Linked DNA regions of Arachis hypogaea: region 2 is linked to region 1. The links are chromatin contacts, called in public Hi-C maps. All regions are on one chromosome and are shown on one strand. Each heading gives the region's core, a stretch centred on a gene start, on an enhancer-like site or on the middle of the called end of the contact. The rest is flanking DNA. Distances are from core to core; before and after follow the strand shown.

Region 1 (3,477 bases), core at 429-2,928:
TAAAGGGGGAATGAATCTCACATGGTTGATTTAGACCTTTGATGCTGAATTAGTGAATTGCAGGGGACTACAGTGGCTAACTAGCTTTCTTTTTTGGTATTGATAGTGGCTAAGGAGTGCAGAACAAAGCTTTCCACTCTTCTTGCTATGGACTTAACCCTGCATTCAGTGCTGATCACCTGATAAAGTTGAAGTTGGTGAAGGAAATTTCATTAATGAGTGAGGTTTTCAAGGAGGCCATAGTCAACATTGAAGTGGAAGAGAATTTCTTAGCAGAACTTGAGGCAAAGAAGCTTAAGGTTTCTTGTCTCAAAAAAGATCACAGAGAACATAAGGAGGACAAAGTAGCTCAGACACACAATCAATGGATGATCAAATCATGCAACTTCAGTTAAAAAGAAGAGAGATTTGTCGTGCCCTTGAAACCATCCATCATTAGAAAAGTGGAGCTGAAATCTGCTAAAGCAATGATTGCAAACTCAATTCCAGCAATTGTTCAACATGGGAGAGGTTGAAAGCCAAATGTTCCAAGCGTGTAGCTGCGATACAAGAAAGATTCATCAGTTTATAAAGGGGTTAACATTTTATCATACTCTTCTAGAGGTTCCCATCCCGATGACTGCTATAGTTGATATATGTAAAAGAATATGCAAGAGTGGTTACTTTGTTATCTATATCTTTTATGGATTAAGTTCTTTCCCTGCATAAATTACAGCTACAAAATACTAAAAGTAACACAGATAATCTTCCAAATTCAATGTAAGAATGACTCTAGAGTCAATCAAAAAATTCTGGAATCATTTGCTCAAATAAACATATATCATATTGACGTCATAAAACGAAAGAATATATTACATAATATAAGTAAGTTAAATTTAAATTTTTTCTTAATTTCTTCTGTTGCTTTTGTGCATTTTCTAATTGTCTACCCTGACACACAATTACACAAATGAATAGAGAGCATAAGATATGTATTTAATAAAGCAGTACTTGTGTTGTGACTTGTGATTGAGGTTTTTTCCTTTTCTACCTACAGATATGGTTTGGTTTTTTCTCTTATTGGTAATTTTTGTCCTGTCAATGGTAACAAACTCTGCATGAGTGGCAAACAAATTTTGCATTGAATTTTTAAAAAAACCTTTAATCGTGTATTGTGGGTGAGGAAAAAATAGCACTAATATGTTCATATTTTTTGTATTTAGATTATTAGTTAAAAGATATAAAATAAAATACTCCTTTTTTTCAATTAAAAAACTCAAATCCACTTTGTCCAATTTTCTTGAGAATTAGAATTAGAACCCTCATTAGAATTAAATTTTTTTTCTTGCTTTAAAACACAAAAATACATCAATTTTACAATTTAAACTCTTTTGAGAATTTTAATTCTCATTTTCAAGTCAAAAAATAAATCAAACCAAAATATGTCTTATTTGCAAATCTAATCTAATAAAATTTGAATTTAAAATTAAAATATCTAAATTAACCTTAACATAATTTAATTTTTTAAATATACTCATTTCTCTTTTTCATCAAGGATAACATAGTAATAAATATTACATATACTTCAACTATTTTTTTTCATTTAATTCTTTTTATTCCAAATTTAAGATTCTTTCAGGAATTTAATTCAACTTCATCCCATTAAAAAGTTTCCAAACACACTTACTGCTTTTGTTTGCCATGAGTTTTGCAATTAGTTTCGAGTTTTGACCTTGGCAGCACCATTTTCCGTATGTTACTGTTAAGATTTGGAAAGAAAACCCTATTTTAATTTTGTACTTTGCACTCTCACTCATCTCATTCTCAACTAACAAGTAACAAACGCTTTTATTAATTAATACTCCAAATTACTAACTTTATCCGTTTACTGAATCATATTCCTTTAATAGAATTCTCAGCTGACTGAAACCATAAACCCTAACGAGCAAGAAAGAGGGTAAGATGAATGAGAATGGAAAAGCAGAGAATGGTTCTTTCAACAATCGGCCGGTGGCGCCAGAAGAATCCGGTGAAGGCGCGCCATATGCGCCAGAGAACTGGCCGCAGAAAGGGGACAACTGGGGATGGAGGACCGGGAGGAGGATCACGCCCGCCGGATACTTTCAGGATCGCTACCTGTATTTGCCGGAACGTCTCAACAACCATTCAGGATCCGCCCGCAAGCAGCACATCTTCGCCAGCAAGCTTGCCGTTGAGCGATACCTCAAAGCTAATTTCCCCGAAGCTGATCTCGGTGCCTTCTTCTCTTCCTTCACCTGGAGAATCCCTGCCGTTCCTTATCCTTCAACAAACGGTCTCTTCTTCCTTTCTCCTGCTCACTTTTTCTCGTTTTTTATATATTGCTTTGCATTTTATTGAGTTCATGCACGAAGACTCTAGTGGATCAAGTTTTGTGATTCTGCAATATTAACATGTATGTGTAAAGGTGAACGGGATTCAGATCTTTGCTGAATTATCTTCCTCACATTTAACTGATGATTCTTAATTTGAACGAAGAAAGGATGTAAGATTGCAAAAACTAAATAACAAAGATGGATTTCTTCATCCTTATTAGGTGGATTATCTTTTTCATGTGATGAATGGTGTTCTATTTTTGCTACATCATTGGAACATTGTGTGTGATAAACTGATTGGTAATCCCCAGAATTATACAAAATCTATTGGATTCCATTTCCTCTTAGTTATGAAATGATGCTTTTCTTTTTTCTTTTCTATTTCTTACCTTTGGCACTGGCGCCAGTTAAAAAGTTTATACTGTGAATTACTATGTTTTTCTCCTGATGTTCTACATTGTAGGCAATATGTTGCCTATAGCTGCTGTGCCTCTTAAGCAGATCCCAGCTGAACAGTCAGATTCTGATACTGAAGCTGTTAGATGTAAGGCTGGGAATAAGAAGTGTGCTAGCCTAATATTGGAAGAAGTAGAAAAATATTCGCCAGCCATGTCGTGCGATATTTGCTGTTCTGAACCTGGTTTTTGCCGTGATTGTTGCTGCATTCTTTGTAGCAAAATGGTTAGTTCGGCTTATGGTGGATATAGTTTCATCAAGTGCCAAGCAAAGAACGACGAGGCTGTCTGTGGTCATGTTGCTCACATGGAATGTGCTCTTCGAGCACGCTTGGCTGGCACTGTTGGAAGAAGTATTGGGTTAGATGCAGAGTACCATTGCCGAAGGTGTGATGTGAGGACTGATCTAATTTCTTATGTCAATAAGCTTCTCCAAACGTGTGACACCATTGATTCGGACGATGAAATTCAGAGAAAGATTTTGAATCTTGGTGCTTGTATCTTGCGTGGTTCACAAAGGGCCGATGCAAAGGAATTGCTAAGACATATTGAATTAGCCATCTCAAAGGTAATGACTCTTTGGTGAAAGAGATACTAATTATCTTCCTTGTCATCCTTTAACACTTTGTAAAAGCTCATGACCAATTGAATAGTTGCATCAGCTCAAGTGTGGGACTAATCGTGAAGAT
Region 2 (3,477 bases), core at 607-3,106, 67 kb before region 1:
TTTTTTTGTCTTTCTAATATTACCATAATAATATATCTTTGTGTTTTGTTTTTAATATATGAACACTACTTTTATAAGTAAACATCTAACCCAGTTTTTTCTTTTTTTTAAGGACAAATGATTTCTGTAAAAAAAAAAAAAGATATATTGGTCCTTAATAAAATTATTTTTTTAGATAATATGATTCTTCTATTAAAAAATTTATTAAATAATAATAAAAAATAATTATGTGAAAATTTTATTTATAATTTATAGAAATTTTAAATTTTTATAAACTATTAATAAATTTATTTTTAAAAAATTTCTTTATTAATGGTAGTTAAAGAAAAAAAACATTATAAAAAATAATATTACAAAAAAATAATTACAATACAAAAACATTTCAAAAAGAAAAAATAATGTTGCATAAAAAATGAGAAAAGAGAATAGTAGTGATGTTGGTGATGTTGATGGTGTTGTTATTAGTGTTGATGGTAGTAGATGAGATAATGATAATAACACGATATAATTTTACAATTGAAGTGGTTGAGATAGAAATTATAACGATGATGAAAAAGATGGTGATTGTAATGATAATAGTTGATTTTATTGTTGAAAATAATTTTATGAGATTTAAAATTTCATAAACTACAAATAAAACTCTCTACAACGTTGATTTTTATTTTTATTTAATAAATTTTTAATAAAGAATCGTATTATTATAAAATAATTTTGTTAGAAGCCAAAATATTTCACCTTTTTACATAAAAATCGCCTTATTGTTTAAAAAAATAAAAAAATATCAAATTAAATATTTACTGTTCATTAATAATGGTCTGATTGCTATTCGATGATTTTCAATTGATAAAATGTAAATAATCAAGGTTTTATTTTTTGATTATGCTATGTATATATCAAAATCAATCACCAAAATCAATCATCAGTATAATATACATATTAAAATATAAATACACATTAAAAATAAATTAAATTATAAATATATTTATACATAAATATATTAATAATTAACTTTAGTGATTAATTTTAGTGTATAAATAACCATTTTTTTTTTCTAGGGATACATGGACACTTCTCCCGTTGAATGTCTAAAAACAGAGAGTAAAACTATTATATATAAACTGAGTATTAAGAACTCCAAAAAGGAAGTTTCAAACTCAAAGAACAGCCGTAAAGCACGTTATAATATATGAAACGGTAACTAATTAATTATTAAAGCTTAAAAGGTCGTTCATGTCTTGTCTAAGCTAAAACTTCGTCAATCATTTCCATTCCTACAATTTTGAATGTAAAGCACGATGCCATCAAGATTTTTCACGAAAAAAAAAAGGGAATAGATATTAACTTAACTACAATAATTTCTTATGCAACTAGTTTATGTTAACTGAAAGAACGAATTAATAAGAAAGTAATAATACCTTTGGAAGAAAGAAAAAATCTCCATGAACATATACATCTCTCGGGTTTACTAACTCTAAACTTTGTGATGGATGGCTTTTTTATTTCCAAAATGCTAAACTGCATTATTTATAAGTGTCACATTTTAACGGTGAAATAATTCATGTATGTCCATCAAAGATAGGCTTTTTTATTCATATAAAAAGTTTCAATATTCCAGAAAAGAATTAAATTCTTGAAACTTATTTACTCTAATTTTGCATGCATACATATGGCAAGATTATTTTAATGGCATACAGCCCCCTCACACACACACACACACATATGGATTTGTTTAATAGCAATGCTTTTTTTTTAGGGAAAAAAAAAAGAAAAGAAAAAAAATTAAAGGGGATAGATGTTGTGAGGGTGATGACAAACGTTTTGCATAATAAAGTAACACGGTGGTTGATGTATGAACTGGAAATTGGACTTAAGTGGCGCATGAAACAACTGATGATGATGATGGATGACCAAAATTGTCAAATTGATATCAGTTTAATGTTTTAAATTGACAAAAAAAAAAAAAAAAAAAAGAAGAAGAAAACACTTTTGACTTTATTTTGGGGGGACTCAAGTGAAGTGCAGAGGCAAAAGAGGTGTGTTCTAAACCAACCGTTAGAAAAGAAAGCACGTTATTCGTTCTATTATTAGATCCCACCCCAATACTCTTTTTCCCTTTTAACTGTAATTTGTGTTTATGTGTTCACATTTCAGAGAGCAAGTGATCGATCTCCTTCCATGGACCCCGCCGCCTCCCTTTTTCTTTTTCTGCTTTATCCATAAACGGACACATTAAAACAATGATAATATTTGTTATCGATAGTTAAAAATCGTTAAATAATAATTTAATTAAATATATTAAATCATTTAACAGTCTCAACTAACAATTTTATATAAAGATAACAGGAGTGAGTTTTCATTTATCTTTGATGATAGCTAACTAGAGTTAATTCACCTACACTAATCACAGTTCCTAGGAGTTGTTGGGTTTAGTTTTACCTTTCAAGAGATGAAGAGAATATTGAACATAAAACAAGAATGAAAAATAAAAAAAAGTCAGACATTGCAAGAGCAATTAATTGGAACACAACAAATAGATATTACATAATCAAATTAAATGAATCATGGGACTGCGAGGCAGATCAGAACATGAAAGGGAAATCTGAGGAAGCTGTTATTATCGAAGTTCCGTTTTGTATGTGGTACCACAATTTCTTTAATTTGTTGCAACTTTAAAGTGCAGCTTTTTATTCATTTGACCACCCCCTATTCAATGCTCTACACTCTTCACCCTCCGATCCTCCATTTCTTAATCCTTCTTCATTGCTTCTCCGTGCGCTTCTTCTTTCCACCCTGACACACCCACCATTTTCTTCCCATTGTCCACTAGTACTAGTACTCTTACACTTTTACTCTTAATAATAATTAGAAAACATAGTGACGACAAACATGTTCATTTACTAATGAACAAAAAAGGCATAATTGGGCTTAATAAGCTTCCACGTTAACCCACTTCTTAATGAACTACAAAAAGCTCGAGTCAATGGGTATTTGGACTGATAATCGAGCCCAAATGGTTATACATGTAAGCCCAAATTGTTATATGGATTCACTCCAAACTAATTAGTAATTACCGGAGATTAATAGTTTCTTACGCCATCAATATTAATATAATTAATTAAATTGAAATAGTTAAATTATTATAAATTACCGAATATATAGGTTTAGTTTTATTCTATAAAGTTGTATTTTATATGACATAATAAAATATATATATATATATAATTCAATAATTAAAAAAAATATATTTGAAGATATGAGATCTGATATTGACGAGAGTGTTGTGTGTTTAGGGATGGTAATACCACTCGAACCCGCGGATACCCATTCCGCCTCTATCCGCTCGGGGCGGGGCGGGGTCGGATTTAGGTAATACCCGCCCCTACCGTCCCCGATATATATAAAATATATATAATTTTAATATATAATATGTATAATATATGTAAAATAATTAGTAAATGATTAATAATATTGTATCAT

The links. Hi-C and Micro-C count contacts between places; a contact is called where the count stands out from the background.
Region 2: a Hi-C map of leaf shows a contact between it and region 1, with 2.7 times the contacts expected there. The contact joins the enhancer-like site here to the promoter of LOC112749868 in region 1. A contact is called at or near these places in 2 of 8 Hi-C or Micro-C datasets (both in leaf).

Annotation. Positions count from the first base shown.
Region 1 is chr15:19,878,619-19,882,095 of arahy.Tifrunner.gnm2.J5K5, reverse strand. LOC112749868 reads left to right here and starts at 1,678. Exons shown (of 4, transcript XM_025798289.3): 1 at 1,678-2,293; 2 at 2,797-3,356; 3 at 3,451-3,477. The coding sequence starts at 1,942. It also overlaps LOC112749869.
Region 2 is chr15:19,945,715-19,949,191 of arahy.Tifrunner.gnm2.J5K5, reverse strand. No RefSeq gene overlaps it. Among protein-coding and RNA genes, the nearest start is that of LOC112749875, 7.5 kb to the right of the region's middle. Within about 2 kb of position 1,856, at least 1 of the 3 cell types and tissues checked has open chromatin away from gene starts, as enhancers often do.